Regions from separate parts of the Mus musculus genome. Here all the other regions are linked to region 5. A link is a contact called in public HiChIP or PLAC-seq and promoter capture Hi-C data. All regions are on one chromosome and are shown on one strand. The core of a region is the stretch at or near the end of the contact, and the rest is flanking DNA. Distances in the headings are between cores, read along the strand shown.

Region 1 (2,773 bases), core at 68-2,567, 300 kb after region 5:
AAGTGGTAACACTGAGTGATGAGGTGGGATACAACCCAGCCTGCATGTGGAAGGCAGCATGCGGAGGCTGAGGCCGGTGAGAGGGCGCAATAAGCAAACCTTTGCTGTGCACGCCTTGTACCCTGAGTTAAATCCCTGGAATCCATGGAAAGATGGAAAGAAAGAAGCACTTCCACGAAGTTGCTTTCACACGCATGCTCACACATGCACACTACACTCTCCACACGATATATATATTTTTTTAAGGGAACACTTCCCCAAAGAAGTGGCATGTTGGGGGAGGGGCGTGCCTGCCCAGGTGCTCTGCCTTGCTTCTAACCCTTTTCTTCTCTCTTAGCCCTAAGTCCAAGGCCCGGCCATCCTCTCCCTCTACAACCTGGCACAGACCTGCCTCCCCCTGCCCCAGCCCAGGACCAGGACATGCCCTTCCTCCAAAACCACCATCCCCCCGAGGCACCACTGCATCACCCAAGGGGCGGGTTCGGAGGAAGGAGGAGGCAAAAGAGAGCCCCAGCCCGTCGGGGCCTGAGGACAAAAACCACCGCAAGAGTAGAGCCGCTGAGGAGAAGGAGCCAGCTGCCCCAGCCTCACCAGCGCCCTCACCGGTGCCCTCGCCCACCCCAGCCCAGCCTCAGAAGGAGCAATCCTCAACACAGATCCCTGCAGGTACACAGGAAGTGAGGGTGGGCAGGGCAGAGATGTGCCAGCTTTTCCTATGTCCGGGAAGTGGGCCAACAGACACTGGTCACAAGGGACAGGAAGAGGGACCTCCTCCCAGGTCTCCGACACCCGTAATGGCAACAATTGAATTGAATGCGTGCATAGCTGAAGTCCTGAAAGCATGGGGGCGCACAGGGCTGATGGAGGGGCCTGTACTGGTGTGTACTAACTCCTGGTCTTGGATCTTCCTCTAGAAACTGCTGTCCCGGCTGTCCCAGCTGCTCCGACTGCCCCTCCTACCGCTGCTCCCTCGGTGACCCCTAGCAAACCCATGGCGGGCACCACAGACCGAGAGGAAGCCACGCGGCTCCTGGCTGAAAAGCGGCGCCAGGCTCGGGAACAGAGGGAACGCGAAGAACAGGAGCGGAAGCTGCAGGCTGAAAGGGACAAGTGAGTGTGACCTCGGGGACTGTGAGGGTCCCTAGAGTGCCTGAAGAAGAGGCGCAGACCAAACTTGAGTTTCCTGGGTCCTCCAGGCGAATGCGAGAGGAGCAGCTGGCCCGGGAGGCTGAAGCCCGGGCTGAACGTGAGGCCGAGGCGCGGAGACGGGAGGAGCAGGAGGCTCGAGAGAAGGCGCAGGCTGAGCAGGAGGAGCAGGAGCGACTGCAGAAGCAGGTGCCCAGGCGGGCGGGCAGATCTTGGCTGGCAATCGGTGGGCTTGCCTGGGAGGGAAGGCTGAAACAGAGAATCCGAAACTTATGGAGGCCTTTGGCAGAAAGAGGAAGCCGAAGCCCGGTCCCGGGAAGAAGCTGAGCGCCAGCGCCAGGAGCGGGAAAAGCACTTTCAGAAGGAGGAACAGGAGAGACAAGAGCGAAGAAAGGTGTCCAGGGCAGATGGGACCTGGGGGCGGGGCCTTGCCGGGGCGGGGCCTGGCTCCAGCTCCAGTTCTTGGAAATTAATTGTACCTGTGAACCAGTGGGGCCCAGGCTTGGATTTGTAGAAGATCGGATAAGGAAGGACGGGTGTGGGTTGGGAGGGAACTGAGCTCTAGAATAGGGCCAGCAGGTGGGAAGTTGAGGACTAGGTCTGGGTTTGAGCCTAACTGATGTGGGGCCTCCTCCAACAGCGGCTGGAGGAGATAATGAAGAGGACTCGGAAATCAGAAGCCGCCGAAACCAAGGTCAGGATTCTCAGGTTGGGGAGCGGGAGTTGGGGTGAGGAAAGGAGGCTGCAGAGAAGCCTCCAGAGCCGAGGAAGGATACAGTGAGGGAGGCTCTTCTGTGTCTGGGCCAAAAGGGAATTCAGTTCCGAGGTCAACGGGACCACATAGCCCTGGCACCTGATAGCTCTTCCTTTTCAAACCAGAAGCAGGATGCAAAGGAGACCGCAGCTAACAATTCCGGCCCAGGTAAAGCCACCACGCATTTTCTTTGCCCTGGTCACCCCTGTGCTCCAGTTCCACCCTTCAACATCCCCTAACTGATGGCCATTTCTTTGCCGCCATAGACCCTGTGAAAGCTGTAGAGACTCGGCCCTCTGGGCTACAGAAGGATTCTATGCAGAAAGAGGAGCTGGCCCCCCAGGAGCCACAGTGGAGGTACCAGCTCCCAATCCCAGGGACTCCCAGGCCAGCAGCTGCAGGCTAGAGCTGTGGACTCCTCTGGGCTTCCCAGGGAGGTGAGGTGTTAACCCTGAACCCCTACATCCACAGCCTGCCAAGCAAGGAGATGCCAGGGTCCCTGGTAAATGGCCTGCAGCCTCTCCCAGCGCACCAGGAGAACGGCTTCTCCCCAAAGGGAACCGCTGGGGACAAGAGTCTGGGTCGCACAGCAGAGGGGCTCCTCCCATTTGCAGAGGCAGAAGCCTTCCTCAAGAAAGCAGTGGTGCAGCCTCCACAGGTCACAGGTGGGGACTCTAGGGACCCTGGTTCTGGCACCCAGCTGCATCCCACCCATCCCTGCCTGGGGCTCCCCGGGCCTAACCTTTATCCCTCTCCCTTCCCTTAGAAGTTCTTTAAGCAAATTGCCTTGGACCGAGGTGCAGCTGTGAAGGTTCCTCCATATCAGCTCGTGGGTGTCTGGAAGAGAAAGAGACAGAACAAAGATGGAAGTGG
Region 2 (2,724 bases), core at 195-2,694, 430 kb before region 5:
TTGCTTTGGACATGTAAGGAAAGAGTCTAGGATATGAAAAAAAAAACATTATCTGGCAGAAGTGAACATGTTTCTTTTTGTTCTACCCATAAGTGAAACAAAAGATAACAGGCCCAAGGGAGAATCAAGGACCAGCATGGAAACTTTCAGCCATTTCAGTGTTCAGCCAATGTTCCTGGGTTCAAAGAGCTACTGACTTACACACAGAAGTACAGCTGTAGAGCAACTTTCACCCTGTGAGCAGAGGAGCTCTGGGTCCCCTTGTATTGCCATGGAGAATAACAACTCTTCAGAGACTTAAACATTTTTTTTAATTAGTTCTTTGGGGATTTCCTAGTATACCAGCAGTCCAAGCACTTGGTCAAGGCAGGAAGACCAGCAGTTTCAGGCCACTCTGGGTTACATAGCAACCTAGCTCCAACCAACCCAACTCCAACCAATCCAACTCCAACCAACCCAACTCCAACCAACCTAAACTAATTTCCTTGTATTTTTTACTATATGTCTGTCTGTTGTGCCTATGTCTTCATTAAGAATCCAAGAGGGGACTTCAGCTCTCATTATCTTTGGCTTCGTTGTGCTTCAGGGAAGATAGTGCCTACCCTTGGATTTCCTGCCTTGACAGTTCAAGCTCCTATTCTTTAAGTCAGACCCTCAAATTCCTTCAGTGGAGGCAAATGATGGCACACAGCAGTTGCAGGTCATCACCATGAAACTTCTCAGGAGAGCAGCCATGTTCTTGAACTATCAAGACTCTTGACATTTTATGTTCTTTTGCCTTGACGACAGTTTTGTGTGTTCAGAATCCTGGAGGAATGCAATTCCAGACTGTGTTCTAGCTCCTCACCAGCCACTCGATATCTTGAGGTAAATTAATTTATTTCAAATGACCATACTGGCAATGTTAACTTTGAAAGCAATGGAGTAGATGGTTTCTAAGATCCTTTTTCATTTTAGTATTCTAATGGCAAGCAGGTATTGAGGAAATTGTCTTCAGTTATTGGTTCTGCCTTCAACACTACCAGTGGATCTGGTTTTAAGGTTGGAAGTTGTTCCTTGAGAGTCGACGCCCTTTACTTGACAAGCTGTTGGTTTCTCCTTCAGATAACAGTCTTGTTTTCTTCTTGGTTGGGATTCTTCATGTTCATAGGGTCACTGAGAACTTTGGCTCATCAGGGTTCTCTCCTTTTGGCAATATCTCTGTAGTCAGGTGTAGGGTGGTGATGTGAACCCCTCACTGACATTTCACCAGATAGTCCTTCCATTAAGATCTTTCATTCTGACATCATCCCTTCGTCATGGTCCCTTTAAGGGAGCGGCCATAGTTGAGTGGTGGGAGCAGCTGCTGGCAGCAAAGAGACTAACAGGATTAGGCCTAGCCTGGGCCACTCACCGCGCACGCTCAGGACCGGGGGCTTGGTGGGAAAGGGAGGAGGGGCTTGTGGCGCGCCTGCGCATCAGGGGCGCGCGCAAGGGGCTGGTTTGGAGATCCCTTTAAGAAAACCACTGGCGGAGGAATTTCTCTGAGAGAAAATAATCCTCCTCACGGGGCCCCTTGGAGGCCATTAACCCCCCGAGTCCCGGCCCCCCTGCCCCGGCAGGCCCTTGCGCCCACGCGCCCGCCCGTGGGACCCCAGGAGCTGCGGCTAAGCGCGCGGGCCTCCGCCCCCCTCGTCACTCCCGCGCCAGGCCCGGCGGGGGCCGAGGGGGACCGAACCGCAGCGGGTGAAGCGCCGGTGTCTGCAGTGTGGGCGGGGGCCGAGAGGGGCCGCGGCCGCCGCGCCGGGAGCCGCCGCGGTTCCGAGCGGGGCCCAACATGGCGGAGCGGGAGGTGGAGACCGGCCCCCGAAAGAGGGTAGGTGAGGTGAGGCCGCGGGCCGTCTGCGGGCTGCGGGCTGCGGGCAGGCGGGCGGGCGGGCGGGCGGGGGGCGGGGCGCGGCCGGCCCCGAGCAGCCCGGAGCTCACGGGTGGCGCGGTGGTCGACGGCCGGAGGGAGGGGCGGCCCGAGGCGGCACCGGGGTCCCCTCGGCAGGTGGGACAAAGCTCGGTGGCCGGCGGGGAGGGGGAGGGGCGGGGGCCGTGGTCCGCTTGGCTCCCCTCCCTTTGCCGGCGTGTGGGTGGTGGTGCGTATTCGGGGGGGGGGGGAGCCTGGGAGACGCAAGGTGTCAGACTCCGCTTCTGCATCCTCGAGGAAAAGGGAGTCTATGGAAGTTTCTCTGGGGAGAGGTCAGGTGGGGGTAGAGGTGGCGGGAAGAAGTCGTGGAGGATTGGTCGTTTCCTGAGGAGTAACCGGGAGGGTGCTGCGGGAACCCCGGAGCCAATTCATCTTCCTGCCTCCACTCCCCTCCCCCTTGACCGTTATCAAGCCCCAAAGTGGACATGGTGCTCTCTTCACCTTAGAAGAAGTGGGGTTGTCGTCTTGAAGTTGGGGGAATGTGTTCTGATAGCCACGGATGTGTTATAGTCTAGCATTCTTTACCTGCAGTTAGTAACGTGGAAGAGTGACAAGTTTTGTCCTTAGGATGTACCCAGCCAGCCTTGCCTGCCCTAGGTAAAGCCTTGTCTACACAGGAGTTGTAAGCCGTTTAAAAGTTTGTCTTGAAACTTTTTTTATTTTTAATTTAGTTGTGATTCATTTTCTTCAGATGGAGAACAATACTATCCACTGAGTAATGTTTTTCAAGGCTTTTTTTTTAAACTTCCCCTCACCCAGCATGTTAAGCA
Region 3 (2,700 bases), core at 162-2,661, 470 kb before region 5:
ACCTGTGTCAAAGGAAAGAAAGAAAAGAAAAGATAAATTTGGAGCTGGAGAGATTGCTCAGCAGTTAAGAGCAGACTGCTTTTCCAGAGATCCTGCATTCAATTCCCAGCAACCACATAGTAGCTCACAACCACCTACAGTGGGACCTGATGCCCTCTTCTGGTGTGTCTGAAAACAGCTACAGAGTACTTATGTAAAATAAAAAAATTCAAACCCTAAGTTATGAGTCTCACTTTATATTTTTTATGTCAATCATGTGTATATGTGCATGTCTGTGTGCTGGTGTGTAGGTATTTGCATGTGAATGTCGGTGCCTGAGGAGATGGAGTTCCAGGGAGTTTTTCCCATGCTTGACCCTGGTGCTGGGGAATCATCAGGAAGAACAAATACATGCTCTTAACCCATGAGCCATCCCCAGCCTAACTTCACTTTCTCCAACACTAAGACTGAAGCTAGGTCCTCCTACATGCTGGGCAACTGTTGTGCCTTCTATATAGCCTCTGCCTTCTTTTTACTTCTTGAGACGGACGCACTAAGCCCTGGTTGGGCATGAACTCATCCTGTAGCCAAAGTGTGACTTTGAATTTTAACAGTCTTTCCGAAGGTGCGATAATTAAAGGACCGACTGTTCTTCCTTCCGTTTGTTTCCCTCACCTCACAACAATGGCGACCGTAAGTAACTCCCTCACAGCGTTATTGTGAAGGCTAGACGCTAATAGTTTTAGGAAAGGCTGTGGTCCCCAGGCCTAGGGAATTTTAGGTACTCAACAGATGAGTTCTAAATGCAGCATCTCCCTTCTCTTGGCGCTCATACTAATAAAGAAATGAGAAGACAGATTCAGAATCGGTTTTTCCATCATCTGAAAAATGCTCACGCACGAAGACTCCGGGTAAGTATAAGTCCTGTTGTTGCCTGTGTTCAAGGCAAGGCAGTGTTAGCTGAAGAGAGCATCTAAATGAGTTACTCTGGGGTTGCATTAAGCCTCTCTGTTGTTCCAGCATAATGGATGACTTACACAATGTAATCTTTAGAGTTAGTTGTTCCAGGCAAATTACTCAGGTGAGTGACCGTGGGCAGGCGTTTCTTCCCGAACCCCACACTCTTTCACGGCCTGGATTAATTGCATCTCTTTCCTCGCCAGCATCTTTGCGAATCCCTCCCACAGACCCAGGCTGCCCACCGGCCTCAGGATTGATGGCGGACAGCAGGGAGGGGCCGAGTACAAAAAGAGGGGGTTGAATTATTCTAAACAAACACAAATCTAAGAGGGCAGAGGTAAAAGAAGACCGAGGAGGGAAAGAAAGAGTGTTAAGTGGGTTTTCCGGAAAAGATCCCCAAAGAGGTTTGGCTTGCAGCCCCGCGAGCCAACCTCCGCCCCTCCCCCAAGCCTTCTTCCCAGTGCTGAATTTTAGAGCGAGTGAGCCACGTGCTGGCTGCCTGCTCAGCGCCCTAGGGGAGAGGATTCGAGCGAGCTGGAGGATCTGCCTGCTCAGGCTGCTTTGCACAATTGGCCACAGTGCTTTGGTAAGAGCTGATTCCTCTAGGTGCTCATGTCCTGAAACTCTGAGCAGCGTCTTTGTAAAACCAGACTGAATACAAGCACATCACCTATCCCTTTGGGGTCACAGTTTCTACTCTGCCGGTTCCCTCCCTCATCAGGGACCAGAAGCAAGTGGCCTCTCTTCTATCTTTTCTTGCAATCCCTCTCTTTAAAGGAAATTACCACAGTCGCATAAATCTGTAACTTTTGATCCTAGATAAACTGTGGGGAGAAGCGTACCTGGCTGTTGCCAGGTAACTGGGATGGAGCTTAGACAGAATGCTAACACAAAATCATTGTAAGGGTCCTTGATTCCCTAAACAATGACACCCCAGACTCAAATAAAGGCAGCAAAGAGTGTTTTATTCTGCTGAAGTCCAGCATGCTGGGGTCTCTCCATTACCAAGATAGAGAAACAACCAAGTGAGCTTGCAGACCTGATTTAAAGCACATTAGAGGGTTCTGTGATAGTGGACCTTTATGTTAATCGGCTGGGTCATTTCTGTAGACATTCCATTACCAGGTTGTGGGGGCTGGAAACTTGCTGGAGAGGTCTGGAAACTGTTGCTGAGGAAGCAGCTGAGGAAGTCTGGAAACTGCTGCTGACCCATTGTCCTTGCCTCAGGCTAGGTGGTGGGGCAGCTTCTGAGGCCTGGACTTGCCTGGAATTGTCCAGTTCTTGAAAACAGCGATTTAGGCAGAGTCTCCTTAATTGTCAATTTGAAACCTGTCGTGGAATCAGCCTGGCCCTTCTCACCTTTAAATCTAAAACAGTAATACTTCTAATCTTTTACTTGATGTTTTAACCAATTCCATAAAAAAAATTCCTTTGGGCTGTTCTCTATCTTCTCAAGGAATTGCCTATACCCGATTTCTTTAAAACAAAACAAAACAAAACATCCTGGGCTGGAGAGATGACTCAGTGGTTAAGAGCACTGACTGCTCTTCCAGAGGTCCTGAGTTCAATTCCCAGCAACCACTTGGTGGCTCCCCACCATCTGCAATGGGATCAGATGCCCTCTTCTGGTGTGTATGAAGATAGTGACAGTATATATATATTTTATATATATATAAAATCTTTAAAAAATACCAAAAAAAAACAAACAAAGCAGACAAAGATGTCTTATGAATAATTACAAACTTTTTTTTGACATTAGTT
Region 4 (2,719 bases), core at 5-2,504, 310 kb before region 5:
ACACAGCTCTGCTGGTGGACAGTCACCGCACTGCCCGCCACAGCTCCTAGGGTCAGGAGAGCCAAGCCCCTGAGCACAGCAGTTGTAGAATGACCCACGGGAAGGCCTCCCTGACTCCAGAGCACAATCTCAGTCTGATATCGGGGCCTGCATGGCTAAAAAAGATCCTGGAGGGTAGGAACCCCCTCTTCACCTCCCCCCTGCCCCGTCACATCCTGACACACTCACTCACCCCTGCGGCTGGGCTCGTCTCATCTCGAGTCCACAGGTAGCTGACTATCCCCTTGTCATCTGAGGACCTCGAGCCATCCAGCTCAGCTGTGCTCGTGGGCAAGGTCACCACCACGTTCCCAGCGATCTTGGCTACTGGCGGTTTGTTTATTTCTAACCAAGGAGACATCAACGACATAATGTGACATTCTGGGAAAGCAAGGCTTCACGTGCAGAGCTGCTGAGGAGCTCAGCACAGAGAGCACCTCGAATAGGGAGCTGTTAGTGCTTATCCAAGAGTGCAGAGCAAAAGCCACGCAGAGGGGACAGCATGCCTCCCTCCTGTGGCTCTACAGCAGGTCTCCACTTTAAAGGAATTTAGTGACTAGAAATGAAGACCAGGGTGCTTAGAACCAGAGGCTCAGGCTTTGCTAGTTAACAGCATAACCTCCTTTCAAGCGCTACTCTTGGTGTGTCTTCTCTCCTTGTGCTTCATAAGAAAAAGAAGAGTGTGACCCCTCTAAGCTGCGGCCCCACAGACTCTATGGCATGGAAGGTCGTCTTGCCAGGGTGTTCCTCAGCTTAGTCAGCACAATTCTGTTTGGATGTCACCCGCTGACGAGGTGACTTTTCTACTACCAGTCCATGGCCTCTCCCAAGTCCTCCCCAGACCCTGTGAAGCCAAGAGGACAAGGCAGATAGATGTTGGCCAGAGGCTGCAGTGCAGCCGCCATCCCAGCTCCTGCCAGCAGGTGTCACTGTAGCTATCAGAGAGTCACAGAAGCCCAAGGACTTAGCATAGAGGCAAAAGCAAAATGCAAAGCAAATAGCTGTCAGTGCTTTCCATTTCATGTAAGAAGGAAGAGCAGGAAGGCGGCGTGGGGCTGGGGCCAGCGGGAAGGGAAAGGGGCTTTAGAATCAGCAGCCACTCTCAAAGCTCCCTTCCCGGAGACTGCTTTTCCTATTTGCCTCTAAATCAATCCTGTACCACATAAGACAGGGCGGACTCCTGGGCTATCCCAGGAATAGATAGACCCACTAGGCTGCTGCACATGCCCACAGCAAGACGCACCTTCTTTGACAATGACATTAACGGAGCTCTGGCTCTGTAGGTTCCTCTCATCTTTGACAGTCAAGGTGAATACATAAGTCCCGACTTGCAGCCCAGTCACAGTGGCGACACTGCTGTTGGCATTCTCCAGCTGCACCCCGTCAGGTCCCCTAGACGAGAGAGTAATCAGAGGGCGGAGTCGTACCTGTCTGCTGCTCCCCTGGCAGCAGGAAGAACAATTATTACCTCAACTGAGACAGGAACAATTGTTTCCCAAACCCTGACAGGAAATGTTTAAAAATATTCCGTTTGGAAAGTATCACTTGGTCCTAAAACACAGGCTACTTCTGGTCAGAAAATTCCACTCCTCAGCTGTCAAGCACATCTCGGCTTGTCTTTTATATGAGCTTCTAGAGCATTCCACCCTTATTATTCTGGCTTATATAAGCAGTAAGTCCTCTGAGCAGCTCTGGGATCAATAGGGGGCTCTAGGATGAGGCTTCTGAAAAGCGTTTCTGGCCCCGTAGCTAGTGTGCTAGCAAAGCAGCACACTGCACTTCTTATCCACAGCCCTGAGCCGCCCTTCAGCCCACCCTGGAGAGAAGTCAGGGAAGGATGCAGGCCAAGGGGGCCAAGGACCTCTCAGGATGAAGCCATCTTCTCTCCATATCGCAGACTCCTCTAGCCCTTGGACAGCGCCACAAAACACCAGGACACTAACTACATCCTGCCTCCTTCGCACTGAGTCTCAGCACAGCGGCCTGCAGCAGGCTTCTGGCCAGCACACAGGCAAGGGCTGCACACATCCAGAGCCCTGCACACCCACGCATCCTTCCAACTAAGGACACCCAGAGAAAGCTTCCAGCTCCTAGCTCTGCTTTTGAAACTTATTACCTCTGACCCCAGCGGCTTCTCCTGAATCAGTCTCATCTAGGAAGCTCCACTAAGCACTATTTACACTGCAGCCACTGCTGAGCCTCTGCTTGGGGGCTCATCAGGTCTGCTTACAATAAACAGCTACAAGAAAAACACATCAGCTAAGGGAGACCCAGCTCTCCAGGGCAGCTGAGGAAAAGGATGTCTACTGCCTAACACGGACTTCCTAAGTAGATATTAAAACCCTTCCCCACCCACCTCCAATGCTGTAATAAGATCTCACTCTCTCTCTCTCTCTCTCTCTGTGTGTGTGTGTGTTTGTGTGTGTGTGTGTGTGTGTGTGCGTGTGCGTGTGTGCGTGTGTGTGTACACATATGTGTTAGGGGTAAACCCAGCCTGTCTTTGTGGCTGCTGTTTTGGAACTGGAGAATGTTTTCAGCTTCCCTAGAATCCCTTCAGTTCATGCAGAACTCTGGATACAAGTTAAATTCCATTTTCTATGGTTCATAAAAGCTGAAAGAAATTGTACAATCAGGAATAGCTCAAATAGGTAATTACAACTTAAAAAGAGTAATTTTTGGC
Region 5 (2,700 bases), core at 173-2,672:
TATGTGTGTGTATGTACAGTGAGCTCCAGTGATCTGCCTGTCTTTGTCTCCTCTGTCTCACTCTGCAGTCCTGGCTGTCCTAGAAGTCACTACATAAGTAAACCGAATTGGCTCTGAACTGCCTCAGTCTCCCTAGTGCTGAGATTAAAGGCTACACTGGGCTGGAGTCTCTTAAAACATGGATTGCCTTAAATTCTTTGGTAGCAAAGGCTGGCCTTGAACTCTCCAACTTCCTACTCAGGCTGTCAATGTTATAAAGTACCTTTACCCACTGAGCCATCTTCCTTATAAGAAAAAGAAGTTGGGGGCTGTAGAGATGGCTTTAGTGGTTAAGGGTACCTCATACTCTTGCAGAGGCCCCAGGTTTGATTCTCAGCCCCTACACAGCTTACATTATCTGTAATCCTGTTTCGAGGGGATTCGATTTGGTCTTCTGGTCTCCGGAGGCACCAGGCACAAACACATGCATGCAGGCAAAAAATACTCATACACATAAATTAATTAAAACCAACCAAACAAAAAGGAGCGGTTTGAATAGAAGTTACCATGGGAAGACCGTGTGATAGCACAAGAAGATAGATTTCTACAACCGAAGGAGAAAAATCACACCCCCTGCCCCAACTCGCCTTGATTTTATTAGACTGTCGGTGTGCAAAACTGAGAGAAAACGCATTTCTATTGCACTAAGCTGAGGTACCCAATGGTGGGCCCCAGCAAACTAGAATGAGAGTGTTGTGCCTTTTTAACTAATAGACTGCCGTTGCCCGTTTAGTTGACCAGACAGCCTATGGTCCTGTCTTAACTGGAAGTCCTGAATGGAAACTTTAAGGACACTTGACTCGCTGAGCTACCTGCTGCCTTGGTGACATGTTGACCAGTCTTGGGACCCAGAACAGAACCTGCTTTCCCTGCACAGGGAAGGAAGGTGACTGGATATGTGGTGTCCGGGGTGAGGGTGGGGGTGGAGTAGGAGGAATGACTGAAGGTGACTGAAGGACCGATTGTGCCTGAAGTGTCCAGGGGTCATCTCTGGTGGTGGTGGAGCGATGGAGGACAGGTTCCTAAGGTGAGTCTCAGGACGAAGTGGAGGGCTGCTGCCTGTGGGTCATCAAGGACTGGAATCCAGCTCTTTCGATGGCGACTTGGAGGAAGGTTGCCAGAATGGGGACCGGCGGAGCGGCGTGCGGGACCGCAGGCGAGCGGGCCCGCTGGTGGAAGGGCGGGCGGGCGCGCGCCTGACGCGTCCTCTGGGCTCGGCCCCCCGGGCGCGCGCCCGTCCCTGCCGCACCCCGCCCCCTGCCTCGGTCAGGCTCGCTGGACCCCGCGCGTGCGGGGCCGCGCACGCCCCCTTCGCTAGCCGGGACCCGGGACCGCAGGCGCCTGGCGCCCCCGCCCCGCCCGGCGGGCGCGCGCCGCCTCCCGCTCCCGTTCCAGCTGGCGGCGGCGGCGGCAGCGGCCGGGATTGTTTTTGTTGTCGCTGAGGCCGGAAGAGCCGTGACAGAGTCGGGTCCCTGTCCCCGGACTGGGCGCCGCCGCCGCCCCCTGCCCGCCCCCGGCCCGCGTCTTCGCGGCGCCGCTTCAGCGCCAATATTCCAGAGAGCAAGCGTTACGCGGCTCCGGCGGGGCCCGGAGCGGGAGGCGCTGGGGACCGGAGCGAGGCGGCCCCCGTCGCCGCCATGGAGGCGCTGGGACCCGGTGAGGAGCGCGCTCGGACCAGGGTCAGACCTGGGGCTCGGGAGGGCAGACAGACCGGCGGAAGGGACTGTCGCTGCCCGACCGCCGCTCGCGGACCCGGCTGCCGGCTGCCAGGCCCCGGGAAGGAAGGGGTCCCATGCCCTCGTCCCTGGGGGGCGGGGACCACGCCCCAGCTGAAGACTCTAGGTCTATTCGGGACCCGTCTAAGGGAGGGAGGCTCAAGAGGTGACCCGAGTTCCCCGGGGTAGGGCAGACCTGTTCGGACCTTAGATCTCTGTCCACGGTCGCCGCGAGGCTAGTTGGGGCCTCAAATGGGACCGTGTGTCTGGGGCACGCCGAGGCCCGGCCCAAACCTGGAAGGCCTTCTACCTTCTGTCAAGGGTTTTCTTGGTGTGGGGCAGAATCCCTGTTTTCTTTTGCACTGGCATCTGGTTCCTCAGATGAGGAGGAGAGACCCACTCACTCATGTCCCTGAAAGCCAAAGGGAGAAATGTCCGTTCTTTTTCCAAAACTCTGAAGTTTGGTATCTGTCAGTTTGTCAGTCCCAGAGTGCTCTGGAATGACAATCCAATACTCTCCAGCAAGGGCATCAATGCCCTGCCTTCCCTTTTAATTGGGTTATCAGAGGCTGTTAAAATCAAACGAAAAAGTGTTTTTGAAACTGTGATTCTTTGCTGGTTATGGGTGGCCCCTGGTTCTCTCGCTCTCTGCTCCAACCCAAGGAAGCTTTCCAAACTCTCACGAATACTCTTCGTTTGGAGCCTTGTGCTCCTGTCTCAAGCCCTACAACAGGTTGCTAATGGCTTGGCTAAGTAGGGCAAGGTTTAGGGGCAGTGATGGAATTAGTTTTCATATTCAAACCTTGTCTACATAGTAGACTTAGTTGTATGTTTTTAAAATTCATAGAAAATTAGGTTTATTGTTTGCATTTGGAAATTTTGCAGGTTTGTTAACTTGGAACATATTTACATAACTGAGCGATTAAATCCTATCTTTATTTGCTGC

The links. Promoter capture Hi-C pulls out the DNA fragments that hold promoters and counts their contacts. HiChIP or PLAC-seq counts read pairs in DNA pulled down with a chosen protein or histone mark.
Region 1: an H3K4me3 HiChIP or PLAC-seq map of embryonic stem cells shows a contact between it and region 5, with 10 read pairs. The contact joins the enhancer-like site here to the promoter of Ago4 in region 5. A contact is called at or near these places in 3 of 39 promoter capture datasets (the C10 cell line and embryonic stem cells), 6 of 484 Hi-C or Micro-C datasets (all in embryonic stem cells), 2 of 115 datasets of contacts at active chromatin or transcription factors (embryonic stem cells and microglia) and 1 of 9 other capture datasets (pancreatic islet).
Region 2: a contact with region 5 is called in an H3K27ac HiChIP or PLAC-seq map of epiblast stem cells, with 7 times the contacts expected there. The contact joins the promoter of Zmym4 here to the promoter of Ago4 in region 5. A contact is called at or near these places in 10 of 39 promoter capture datasets (the C10 cell line, cranial neural crest, embryonic stem cells and 5 more), 3 of 115 datasets of contacts at active chromatin or transcription factors (bone marrow-derived macrophages, epiblast stem cells and large pre-B cells) and 2 of 9 other capture datasets (adipose tissue and liver).
Region 3: a contact with region 5 is called in a promoter capture Hi-C map of embryonic stem cells, with 3 times the contacts expected there. The contact joins the enhancer-like site here to the promoter of Ago4 in region 5. A contact is called at or near these places in 12 of 39 promoter capture datasets (the 3T3-L1 cell line, the C10 cell line, cranial neural crest and 6 more), 1 of 484 Hi-C or Micro-C datasets (B cells) and 2 of 115 datasets of contacts at active chromatin or transcription factors (embryonic midbrain and neural tube).
Region 4: a promoter capture Hi-C map of liver shows a contact between it and region 5, with 3 times the contacts expected there. The contact joins the enhancer-like site here to the promoter of Ago4 in region 5. A contact is called at or near these places in 19 of 39 promoter capture datasets (the 3T3-L1 cell line, 3T3-L1-derived adipocytes, the C10 cell line and 11 more), 1 of 484 Hi-C or Micro-C datasets (nephron progenitors), 6 of 115 datasets of contacts at active chromatin or transcription factors (effector CD8 T cells, embryonic basal ganglia, embryonic hindbrain and 3 more) and 3 of 9 other capture datasets (adipose tissue, embryonic stem cells and liver).

What each region holds. Positions count from the first base shown.
Region 1 is chr4:126,232,660-126,235,432 of GRCm38.p6, reverse strand. Map7d1 (MAP7 domain containing 1) reads left to right here. Exons shown (of 18, transcript NM_001347198.1): 10 at 338-666; 11 at 915-1,110; 12 at 1,197-1,335; 13 at 1,436-1,540; 14 at 1,787-1,840; 15 at 2,026-2,068; 16 at 2,167-2,257; 17 at 2,372-2,565; 18 at 2,667-2,773. The coding sequence ends at 2,677. Among named protein-coding and RNA genes, the nearest start is that of Map7d1, 22 kb to the left of the region's middle. Within about 2 kb of position 1,317, at least 30 of the 459 cell types and tissues checked have an H3K27ac peak or open chromatin away from gene starts, as enhancers often do. A contact at or near this core is called in embryonic stem cells, where this site is marked.
Region 2 is chr4:126,966,947-126,969,670 of GRCm38.p6, reverse strand. Zmym4 (zinc finger, MYM-type 4) reads left to right here and starts at 1,444. Exons shown (of 30, transcript NM_001114399.2): 1 at 1,444-1,855. The coding sequence starts at 1,817.
Region 3 is chr4:127,004,007-127,006,706 of GRCm38.p6, reverse strand. No RefSeq gene overlaps it. Among named protein-coding and RNA genes, the nearest start is that of Sfpq, 16 kb to the left of the region's middle. Within about 2 kb of position 1,411, at least 68 of the 459 cell types and tissues checked have an H3K27ac peak or open chromatin away from gene starts, as enhancers often do. A contact at or near this core is called in embryonic stem cells, where this site is marked.
Region 4 is chr4:126,838,311-126,841,029 of GRCm38.p6, reverse strand. It overlaps AU040320 (expressed sequence AU040320), which reads right to left. Exons shown (of 21, transcript NM_133886.2): 13 at 1,283-1,431; 14 at 233-384. Among named protein-coding and RNA genes, the nearest start is that of Gm25604, 21 kb to the left of the region's middle. Within about 2 kb of position 1,254, at least 32 of the 459 cell types and tissues checked have an H3K27ac peak or open chromatin away from gene starts, as enhancers often do. A contact at or near this core is called in liver, where this site is marked.
Region 5 is chr4:126,532,180-126,534,879 of GRCm38.p6, reverse strand. It overlaps Ago4 (argonaute RISC catalytic subunit 4), which reads left to right and starts at 1,422. Exons shown (of 18, transcript NM_153177.3): 1 at 1,422-1,695. The coding sequence starts at 1,677.